Linked DNA regions of Salmo salar: region 1 is linked to region 2. The links are chromatin contacts, called in public Hi-C maps. All regions are on one chromosome and are shown on one strand. Each heading gives the region's core, a stretch centred on a gene start, on an enhancer-like site or on the middle of the called end of the contact. The rest is flanking DNA. Distances are from core to core; before and after follow the strand shown.

Region 1 (6,267 bases), core at 1,773-4,272, 140 kb before region 2:
CAAAATTAGTGTCATTGACAGTGATGCAAATTAATACTAATAGTAGAATTATGCCATACCTTTATTTTGAAGGCTAACCGCAAAGTCCACTATTGTGGCTAATCCTTAGTGGCTAGCTTCACATAGATAGGTCTGACCATCATTAATCAAATAAGAACTGTCTCATAAATTAGGGTTATTTTAGATGATGACACCTAGCTATAGAGTTAGCTGGCTAACTATAGCTACTGAAACAGATTATGTCGTGTTATTTGACGTGCATCTTTTTTGACACGCAAAGACCCAAACGGCGTTCCATAGAAATCCTGGTTGAGAATGACACGACTGAACTTAATGAACAATGAAACAGCACAGCAAGTAAGTAAAAGAAATTGGTTTTGATTATGGTTTACTGGTAATGGGGACATAAGTAAATGGCAACAAAAGTTTTTGGTAAGTGTGGTGTGTGTGTGTGTGTAACCTTTATTTAACTAGGCAAGTCATTTAAGAAATTCTTATTTACAATGATGGCATACCCTGGCCAAATCCGGACGACCCTGGGCCAATTGTGCGCCGCCCTATGGGACTCCCGATCACGGCCGGATGTGATACAGCCTGGATTCAAACCAGGGACTGTAGTGACGCCTCTTGCACTGAGATGCAGTGCCTTAGACCGCTGCGCCCATGTGTGTGTGTTAACTATTTAACTGTACTAGAATGCTTAAAAGGCCGCTAAAATTGTAAATATCGGTATCGTTTTTTAAGCAAGGAAAATATCGGATATCGGCCAAAAACGTCATATCAGTGCATCACGACTTAAAATAGGTCAACACTGGCCACTAGAAGGATATTTTGAACCTACAAATTCAAGGTTAACTTGTTTCGTTGGTCTGTAACAAAATGTGAGTCAACATTGCACTGATGCATCCTTGACTAGGCAACTAGCTACTACTGTTAAACATTTTCAGTTCTTCATATACATGACAAAATCCCACATTATCAGTTTCACACACACATCCATGTGCTTTTAATGGGGAAAATAAGGTCCTTACATGTAAGTTCATCGTAAAAAAAAAAGCAAAGAGCCTTATGGAAATAGCAGTCTTGTACTGTGGGCCATCATCGCTTCTCAGTGGCAGACACTGCTAAAGCGGTTGACTACCAATTGATGGTGCACTTTAACCATGGGTTCGAGCCAACTTGGCAGCGAGCTTTTTTAAATGACGGGGGATAAAAAAAAATCTGTTCACTGCCCGTCCTTAATGCTCGATTCAAAACGCATGTGACGAGCTGGATGATTATAATAACGCATAGCCTACAAAACCTTGTAGCCCTACATTTTGGCATACACAATGTAATATAGCCTCTGCAATATGATTAATAGGCAAAAGTGTGTGTGCTAGGCTGAAGAAAGAGAAAGCTCCTTATTAAATTCATTCATAATTTTCATTTTCAAGCTGTTGGCTGTAGGCGTCCCTTTTCAACACCTTTAACAGTGCTGGACTTGGGCAGGCGCTCACCAGAACGGAGTTTCTGCACCTCTTATAAAATATTAGCTCAAAAGTATTGTACAGTTCCTGCACCTAAATAAACAGTACCGGCACCCAAAATGAGTACTGATACCTATTTTATTCCAAGTCTAGCACTGCACAGTGTCTTATTTACTTTGAAGAACTACTAAAATAGTGATTGTCAGACAACAGCTCTATAGAGATGAAATGACTTGGAATTAAATAATAAAGTCATCATATAAAACAAATGTAATATACACAACTGAAATATTTTATTAATTTGAATAACTGATGGGCAGTCACTACCATCATGTGACTTTTAATCATTTATTGTTACAGCATTCAACCCGCATAATGCATAGTCCATTTAATTAAAAAATAACATTTAATAATCGTATTTTTTTTATTCAATCGGACCGACCTCAAAATGTTATCACCAATGTGATTCCGACGTTCACCAAAAAGATCATCACTAGTGAAACCCCTTTAACTTTAAAATGTTTGCAAGTATGGCCCCATTTTTTACCAAGGTATGATGACATTGCTCTCGAAAGCTCTTAAAATCCATAGGTTTTTAAGCGGCTACGGTTGGCTGCGTGTGAACTACAATTCCGACACAGTTTTCGAAACGTCAATAATCACGTACTGATATGCCCCTTGACTTTCATATGAATGAGAAAGAATCTTTCAAATAAAAGATAAACTGCTACAGTAAGTGTTGCACAAATCCATACGCAAGTGTATACCTCCAGTTGACGAACTACACTTCCTCCCCAGTTAAGTTTACACACAGGTGTTCGGAGAACGCTAAATAGCCAATTAGTCTTCCGTAAACAAACGTTGTAATATAACATAGAGATGGCCGTATGGGAACCCTGTCACAAACCCTAATCCTATAAAAAGTGTGTCGTAATTTAACCTTTTGATTTTAGAAATGTATTTGTCGCTGATATGAAAAAAAACGTACCTTGATTCCAAAACCATACCGCAAGCGATGCGTAGAAACTCAACAAAATATTACAGTACTATCGTCGGGCGCTAAAGGTAACGTTAGTTACAGTGGTCTATGAATGGGTTAGGGATGACATTGTATTGGCATTCAAGTTCAATTATTTCAGACACACACATCGTCAACCGTTTGAGTCAAATAAACAGTTGACTATCTGGGTAGTAGTAACCAACAGATAGCAATTATTCATAACTACAAAACAATTAGGAAATAATGTCAATTTCAATCCCACTTCACTGTAACATAGACTAAAATTAGCTTGTTTGCTAGTCAGGCTAGCAGCTGCATGGGAAACGTCTCTAGATTGATGTACAGTAGCAGTATTTCTAAATGCATGATCCTTGTGCATCATCAACTATCTCGCAAAGCTTTCACGTCGGTATACACATTTGGAAAAACTTTAACAAACCTACCAAGCGTCTCATAAATGTGAATGAGCCTCTGGTAACTGCCGCCATCTTTGTTTCTCTTCGTCCGGATCCAACGCACGCCCCTTTCAATGGCCAATCAGAGATCAGTCACTATAGAGATTTTACTGCGTTCATGAGCCAGTCGGAACTAGGAAACACGTGCCATGTTCAACCAGTTAGCAAGTCAGAATATCCGAGTTTCCTAGTTTCAACGGGGTTGTGAACGCGGCATAAATCCACTATATGAGCCAGACATACTTTTGAGGAGATGGGAGCAAGTACCCCTGACTGAGAATAAATAATATTTCCCGTCGGGTGGGAAAGGTGTCACATTGTTACAGGTCAGACAGGTAAAATGGTAGAAGTGGATGCTGAGTTCGAAACAAGCAGCACGTTGAACAAAGTTGGTGAAGATGCATGTCCTGAATGGACAACAGTAGTGTCGAAAACTGGAACAAAAAGGAAATTGTCTGAAATTGGAGTGGAGGAAACGTCTATGAATGATAATGAATCGCTTCTTGTTGAGTAAGAATGCATGTGTGGGAAACGCATTTGAGGTGTCAAATGGTGATGTACACGCTGGGAAAAGTGGAGTGTCAGTGACCAGGAGTGGTTTTATTTTCATTCATTGTATTTCTGAAGAACAAAGGAAGATTGCAGTGGGCCTCAACAGACCCACTGGGTGAATGGAGAAAAACAATAAAGTCTGTTCCACTTATGCCGCTACCATGAGCCGTCTTCCCCAATTAAGGTGCAACTAACCTCCTGTACTACGCATGTGAAGCTTGGTTATGTAAGACACGCTGCGAGAGCTTTAGTCCCCAAACCACTGCTGTGTAAGAACTATAAAGGATTTGTTTCAAGTGTGGGCAGACGGACGGAGTATACTGAATAAAAACAGTGTTGTACTTGTGGGGATCATGATCCTGATTTCCTGGAGTGCCTGGTAAGGGTGAAGGAGATTGAGGTGGCAAAATAATTTAGAAAACAAGTGATGCTCGTGAAGATATGGTAGTGGATGCACCACATGCTGAAGTAAATGTTTGCTACGAGTCAAAAGATAACCCACATTTTTAACACACAGGGTTTGTGGCATTCATTGCCACAGTTCTAAACAGTACAACTCAAGCCTCAAAGAAACGGGACATTGTGGTTGCGGCAGAAAAGTTGTTGGGACTTGTAAAAACGTTTTACTGGCGCTGGAAGACGGCCCACCCTCCCAGGTTCCCCTTGAGCATGTGTAGTGATCAAATCGGTTTATTTTTAAATAGTAAAGTTGTTTGGTTTATTTTATTTTGGTCGTCTATACAATAGAAGAAGTAGATCAGACGGGGAGGGGAAACTCGTATTAACGTGTGTTCTTTGACCATGCGTCGTCGATGGACCGCGCAGTGCATCCTGGACGTTTCTAGGACAAGAGCTCTCCTTCAAGGGGTGAATGAGAGTCATTTGGGCGCTAGCTCAAAAACCCAACATTAGCATACATTTCGTCAACATTACAAATCTTTTCCGAGAATTAATTGGTTATCTGTTATATCGTATAGCTGGGGAATCGTGACGACGTACTTTCGAGGGAAATATGCAGGTTTCTCGACTCATACCCTGATTTTGAGACGGGATTTTGTGACGATTAGTTTAGCAACCGCGTGACGCAGCATGACAACGGGAACGCGATTGGTCGACAATCTGCTGTGTGAGGCGTGACACGATCTTCAATTCATTGCCTAATGGCATTCCGATATCCTCCTTTCTCTGGTTTTTATGTATAGCGTGACCACATCTCCCGGATTGTGCAGGACAGTCTTGCGTTTTTGCCCTTTGTCCCGCAACCAAACAATCAAGTCCCGCATTTTATCAACAAATTCAAACACCACTAATACCAAATAATAAAAAAATGTGTTCCGTATTTCAGTCAGACATTCCAACCTGTCTCTTGGAGTCACGTTGCGCTTATGAAAATAAATAAGGATGTGGCAGCCTAAGCCTGCTGGTGACAAAGCCGCTGAGAGTAGTTAGGGGGTGGGGCTGCTGTAATTTTTTTCGCCAAAGGGTGGCTCTCCATGCTCATTAGTTTCTCATGTAACGTACACTACATGACCAAAAGTATGTGGACACCTGCTCGTCAAACATCTCATTCCAAAATCATGGGCATAGAGCTGGCAGCAAGTGTATAGGTCTGCTGTTAGAACCAGTAAATGCCACTTTATCAATCTTGGGTAGCGGAATTACTTTGGCTTCCCTCCAGGCCTGAGGACAAAGTCTTTCCTCTAGATATATGACAGATAGGAGTGGCTATAGAGTCAGCTACCATCCTCAGTAGCTCTCCATCTATATTGTCAATGGCAGGAGGTTTGTCATTATTTATCGATAACAATCATTTTTCCACCTCTCCCACATCAACTTTACAAAATACAAACTTGCAATGCTTTTCTTTCATTATTTGTTTTTTTTTATGCATGAATTTGATGGCTCATTGTTCGTTGTTGGCAATTCCTGCCTAAGTTTGCCCACTTTGCCAGTGAAGTAATCATTAAAATAATTGGCAGCATCAAATGGTTTTGTGATGAATAAGCCATCTGATTCAATGGAAGATGGAGTTAAATTTGTCTTTCTGCCCATAATTTCATTTAAAGTACTCCAATCTTTATATCATTAATCTTGTCTTCATAATACAATTTCTTCTTTTTGTTGAGTTTAGTCACATAATTTCTCAATTCGCAGTAAATCAGCCAGTCAGATATGTAACCAGACTTATTAGCCACTCCTTTTGCCCCATCTTTCGATCATACAGTTTTTAAATTCCTCATCAATCCATGGAGCCTTAACAGTTCTAACAGTCAGTTTCTTTACAGGTGCATGTTTATCAATGATTGGAAGAAGCAATTTCATAAATGCATCAAGTGCAGCATCTGAATGCTCCTTATTAATCACATCAGGCCAACAAATATTTTTAACATCATCCACACGGGTCACAGCAAAATCTTTTGTATGATCTCTTATACACTATTTTAGGCCCAGCGGTTGGAACTGTGGCTTTCCTGGATATAGCCACTATATTGTGATCACTGCATCCAATGGGTACGGATACAGCTTTAGAACAAAGTTCTACAGTATTAGTAAAAATGTGATCGATACATGTGCATGATCTTGTTCCTGTAGTGTTTGTAAACACACTGGTAGGTTAATTAATAACCTGAACCAGATTTCAGGCACTGGTTACAGTAAGAAGCTTCCTCTTGAGTGGACAGCTTGATGAAAACCAGTCAATATTCAGGTCCCCAAGAAAGTAGACCTCTTTGTTTACACCACATACACTCAAGCATTTCAAACATATTATTTAGATGCTGACTGTTAGCAC
Region 2 (6,136 bases), core at 498-2,997:
CATGTTTAGGCGGCAGTTGTAGTTGCAACAGACAATGACAGACAGAATTGTTGTTTGTTTCATAAAATGAGCTAATTAGTACAGTTCCATTCCTAATAAACAACTATAGGTACATCTCCCTTGTCTCACATACCCTTAATATATAAAACAATCAATCCCTTATATATATACAAGACATTCACAATGTGATACACAATAGGCACCAAAAGGCAGACCATATGCTATCCCGGGCATTTCCTTCTCAGCCACGTACTATAATCTTTCTACTCACTTTCGAGACATGCTACTGTTTAGCAATTTTTTCAGTGAGAACTTGAAACTACCCATTGAAGGTATAAGTTTCAAATTATTTGGAAAACTATTCCAAAGAATGGCAGCTGAGTAAAAAAAAGTGAATTTCCCCATACCACTATTAAATCTAAAATGGACAATATCAGTTTCACTCTTTCAGTTTCACCAAGTTAAAGTAGTTACATAAGTACCTGAGGACCATACTGTGGACAAACTTATGGACAAGACACAATTTAATCTGAGAGACTCTCTCGTTCCACTTTGAGCAATCTAAGGCTTTCAAAGTCGGAATGGTCAAGATTAAATCACGCTTTAGCTTTATCTGTGGGGCACTATTGTACCAGGAAGAGCACGCATAGTCGAAGTGGCACTGAACAAGAGCCCCTGCCAATGCCACCATTGCATTCTTATCCAGATATTTGGAGGTTCTTGCCAGAAACCAAATTTGATGGTTCACTTTGGAGATTTTTTGTGCCATCCTCTCTTCTGTCAGATGGTTATCTAGCACACATCCAAGATAATTAACAGTATTTTGCTGTGACTACTAAGTCATCTACTACCACCTTAACATCAGGGGATTTCCTCAGTTTCACTTTGGAGCCGAACAAGATGGACATTCCAAGGTGAAGTGACAGCTTATAGCCATTTACTGACATTCCGAAGTTCAGCACTGAGGGCTTTCTCAACCACATTTTTGTCTTTGTGGGAAACCAACAGCGGAGAATCATCTGCATAGAGGAAAAGGTCACATGTACAGGCAGATTTCAGATCATTTATATACAACAAAAAGAAAAGTGGACCCAGCACACTCCCTTGGGATTTTCCGCAGTTCAAGATTTTGGGTTTAGACAGGGTCTCATCCACATTCACCATCTGTTTTCTTCCTTGCAGATAAGAGCTAACCCATTTTACGGCTAAGTTACTAAAGCCCATGGCTCTTAGTTTGATTAAACAGAATCTCATGATCCACTGTATCAAACGCCTTTTTGGAGAGCTAACATAACCATACCACAAAAGTTCCCTCCATCTACTTCCTTCCTGATGTAGTCAGTTAGATATAGTAGGCAAGTATTGGTGGAATGGGATTTCCTAAAGCCAGATTGGAGCTCATATAGTAGGTTGTGTAAGGAAATATCTGCTAATATCAACCTGCTCGAACATAATCTTTTCCATGACCTTAGATAAAATACACAGGATTGAGACAGGCCGGCTGGGATCCTAATACAATACCAAATTCCATATCTGATAGGGGGTTCTCAGCACATTGATGAGAACTCTGGGGGTTCTTGGACCTCCATATGGGAACCCCAGAATATAGGATTGCCAACTGTATCCATACACCAACATACCATTCATTGGCTTTATTTGAGAATCTGTCTGAAAACCACTTGTACCATAACTGTAGGCAGGCAGTACAGTCCCTATAACATGTATTACATGTTTTGGTAGCGCAAGCGCCCTCTATTGATCGGTTCTGTTGGCTGAGAGCTGAGTTGGTGGTTTTAGCTCAAACCAGCAGTATTTAGCTAGCTAGCTTGGCACAACCTGGGTGGGACTGCTAAAATGTTACCATTATCTATAAAAGACGACGAGTACAAGCCACCCAAATTCAACCTCCTCGCCAAGAGTTCAGGATGGTTCAGGTAAATTGTCTTATTTGTGTGTTCTTGCTGTATTATTTAGGTCTTAATTAGCTTGTTAGCTAGCTATTTTGGTTCAATGCTCACTGCTAGCTTAATTCAGATGTGAAAATGTGATGCCAAAGATTATGCTGTAGTTACCTAGCTAACGTTAGCTACCAAAAACAGCTTGCTAGGGGTAGGGGACCATCCACCTTGGTTGCTGACCAAGTTGATATTTGTTAGTTAGCTCCATAGTCAAAAATAAGGCTAGGTTAGCTGTCTAGATAGCCAGTTAGCTTCAGATGCACGAATGTCTGGCCAACACAGCTGGAAGTTAGTTACTTCCGACTTACTTAGCTAGCCTAGCGGGGTTTGTATATTATTAAATATTTGTGTGCTGTCAACAACATGCTTGTACAGGAAATTTATGCAATTTTGCACATTTGACATATGTAGCTACTTCTCATTCTTATTAACTGGCTCTACTGTTTTGATCAGCGCAAGCTAGCAAACGTTACTTAGGTAACGTTAGCTTGGTTGATAACTCGCGCTTGCTGCGATTCTAACTCAGTGAAATTTCTTTTTTTCCAGATCAATCCTATCTGATAAAACATCACGCAACTTGTTTTTCTTTCTCTGTCTGAATCTGTCCTTTGCTTTTGTTGAATTATCGTACGGCATATGGAGTAACAGGTAAGTTCTGTATCATTCGATGGGAAAATCCTAACAAACGCAACTCTTATTTCAGGATGTGCCACGTATGTCTAAGCAAGCGTTGTACCAACAGTGCCCGTTGCTTGCACTGCCTCTATCAGTGGGAATGCACCACCAACTACATTATAACATCTAGCTAGACACATGCTATTCCCTAGTTATGTGTTTTGAAATGGCTATCCGTCTTGATAGCTGTATTTTATGCATGAATTTCTGCCAGGACATCTTATCTGCAACATGTGTTCAAATTGTTGCCTGGAACCAGCTGCTAGGACTAGGGTTAAAATGTCACTGTCATAAAATCCACGCGTTCCCATAGACAAGTAACTAGCTAATTAGAACTAATATGTGCAGTAATGTTTTATCAGCCATAACTTAGTCGTTCATAAAAACAAAACTTGTTTTTTTTGTGTGTTATAGTGCAACTTTTACCCCCGGCAATTGCAAAGCTTGGGGGATATCTGGTGCGGGTGACTGTCTAGTCTAACAAGTTTTTTTTTTGTGTGTGTGTGTGTGTGTATGCTCTCAGTTTAGGTTTGATATCAGATTCCTTTCACATGTTCTTTGACTGCACTGCACTTTTAGCCGGACTTGCAGCCTCCGTGATTTCCAGGTGGAGGTCGAATGACTCATTCTCCTATGGGTACGTATGCAGTCAATGTAGACTATAGCTTCACTTTTTGCGCCTTCGCTAGCAAAGGTAATGTAATATTCATATGTGAATACATGCTGAGTTATGGTTGGATGCATTTTGCCGCCGTGTCATACTGTGCGGTGATTGGTTGGGACCACCCAGACGGTTGGGTCGTGGGCAGTTGATCGTGGTTGGAGATAGGCTAACATGGAGTTGTAACTAGTTAATAAAGAGTTATGTTAAGAAACATCCTGTGGTTCTGCGTTTTATTATTTTGTACAAAGCGTACAAAACAAAACATGGTGTCAGAGTAAATGGTCTTAAAAGATGGATTTTTCTGGAGTTCCTTCACCTCGAATGGACTGGGAGTCTACAAACTTACCCGATGCATGGCGTAAGTACAAACAGCATGTATTCACATATGAATATTACATCCCCCTTCTTTTAAACAAAATACAAATGTTTTACATATTCTAAGCTTTTCTTTTGGATACATGCTCTGTAGTTTGAACTCAAGGTAAGTAACCATTTATATTGCATACTACACCAACTGAATCAACATAGACTCTGAAACAATGATCCAACATACTGTTACTTTTCAAACAAGGGATTCTCAGCAACTCAGCTTCACTGTAGAAATTACATCTTAACATTTCAAACAAATACAATACCAAAGCATGTCAAGTCAACTTTCAATAACAAGTTTACAGTCTGGAACTCTTTTAGGGCAGCGATCCGCCTACACCCTTTGACATTTCATAGGTCGAGGACAGCTCTGGGCTAAAATGCCCTCAGAGCGTCTCAGAATTCTGGAACCATCGTGATGAACTATCACAGATCAACGGAATCATTTTCAAAGGAGAGAAAATCATTATTCCTACCAGTCTCAGAGAAGAGATTTTGACAAAGATCCATGCTGGACACATGGGCATGGAAAAGTGCAAACAGAGAGCACGGGACATTTTGTTTTGGCCTGGAATGTGCAAACAAATAGAGGACATTGTTGGTAGATGCACCATCTGTCTTGAAAGACGCCCCTCAAACACCAAAGAGCCAATGTTACCTCACTGTATCCCAGACCGACCCTGGCAGGTTGTGGCAATTGTGGACGACATCCTTGTTTATGGTCGAACCAAAGAGGAGCACGACCGAAACCTCCGCGCGATGCTGCAAAGGTCCCGCGAGAGAGGAGTCCGGCTCAACCCCGAGAAGAGCACAGTCAGCGCTACAGAGGTCAGCTACTTCGGACATCTTCTCACAGCGAATGGAATCAAGCCAGATCCACAGAAGATCTCAGCCATAAAAGAAATGGAGCCACCAAAGAACCGTGCAGAGCTGGAAACAGTGCTTGGCATGGTCAACTACTTAGCCAAGTTCGCACCCAGCCTCTCCAATGCTAATGCACCCCTGCGTCAACTGCTAAAGCAGTCCAGTGAGTTTCTTTGGGACAAGCAACACGACATTGCTTTCCAGAATGTGAAAGACTTGATCACGAGAGAACCAGGACCAATCCTTGCCTACTACGACCCAAACAAAGAGCTCAGACTCCAAGTGGACGCGTCGAAGTATGGACTAGGTGCAGTGCTACTGCAAGAAGGAAAGCCCATCGGCTACGCTTCCAAATCTCTCACAGACTGTGAAATCAACTACGCCCAAATCGAAAAGGAGCTCTATGCCATTCTGTTCGGATGTAAACGTTTCCATCAGTACGTATATGGACGACAAGTCATTGTGGAATCCGACCACAAGCCCCTTGAGTCAATCATGAGGAAACCACTAGCTGCAGCCCCGCCAAGGCTACAGAGAATGATCCTTCAACTACAAAAATACGACTTCACAATCACTCACCGTCCAGGCAAAGACATCCCTGTCGCAGACACACTCTCCAGGAAGTTTCTTACCTACAAGGACAGCAGCCTCAGTGAGGGCATGGACATGCAAGTGCACACTGTGTACAGCAACTTACCAGTTAGTGACACGAAACTGAAGGAGATCCAAGCTGAAACAGACAAGGACTCACAACTCACACAGCTGAGGAAAGTCATACAGGATGGATGGCCTGAGGAGAGGAGAAAATGCCCTCAGAGCGTCTCAGAATTCTGGAACCATCGTGATGAACTATCACAGATCAACGGAATCATTTTCAAAGGAGAGAAAATCATTATTCCTACCAGTCTCAGAGAAGAGATTTTGACAAAGATCCATGCTGGACACATGGGCATGGAAAAGTGCAAACAGAGAGCACGGGACATTTTGTTTTGGCCTGGAATGTGCAAACAAATAGAGGACATTGTTGGTAGATGCACCATCTGTCTTGAAAGACGCCCCTCAAACACCAAAGAGCCAATGTTACCTCACTGTATCCCAGACCGACCCTGGCAGGTTGTGGCAACCGATCTGTTCACCTGGAACAACGAGGACTACATCGTAACAGTGGACTACTACAGCAGATACTTCGAACTCGACAAGCTTCACAGCACCACATCTGCAGCTGTGATACACAAGCTGAAAGCAGCCTTCGCCAGGCATGGCATTGTAGAGACTTTAATATCTGACAATGGGCCCTGTTACAAATCAAATGAGTTTGAATCCTTCACAAAAGCATGGGAGTTCACACATGTCACCACAAGCCCACATTACCCTCAAAGTAATGGCCTTGCTGAAAAATCTGTGCAGATTGCTAAATCACTCATGGACAAAGCAAAAGCAGACAAGAGAGACCCCTACCTCAGTCTCCTTGAATACCGCAACACTCCAGTTGACAATTTCAAATCACCAGCCCAGCTGTTGATGAGCCGCAGACTTCGCTCAACCCTTCCCAGCACCAACCAGCAGCTGCAACCTGAGGTCGTCAGCTACAAGGAAATGCATGAAA

Evidence for each region. A called contact is a pair of places that touch in the nucleus more often than the background predicts.
Region 1: a Hi-C map of muscle shows a contact between it and region 2, with 6 times the contacts expected there. The contact joins the promoter of LOC106613594 here to the promoter of LOC106613589 in region 2. A contact is called at or near these places in 2 of 3 Hi-C or Micro-C datasets (gill and muscle).

What each region holds. Positions count from the first base shown.
Region 1 is chrssa10:15,516,211-15,522,477 of Ssal_v3.1, reverse strand. LOC106613594 (lipoamide acyltransferase component of branched-chain alpha-keto acid dehydrogenase complex, mitochondrial) reads right to left here and starts at 3,022. Exons shown (of 11, transcript XM_014216018.2): 1 at 2,913-3,022. The coding sequence starts at 2,957.
Region 2 is chrssa10:15,379,087-15,385,222 of Ssal_v3.1, reverse strand. It overlaps LOC106613589 (zinc transporter 7), which reads left to right and starts at 1,747. Exons shown (of 11, transcript XM_014216007.2): 1 at 1,747-1,934; 2 at 2,505-2,606; 3 at 3,157-3,270. The coding sequence starts at 1,855.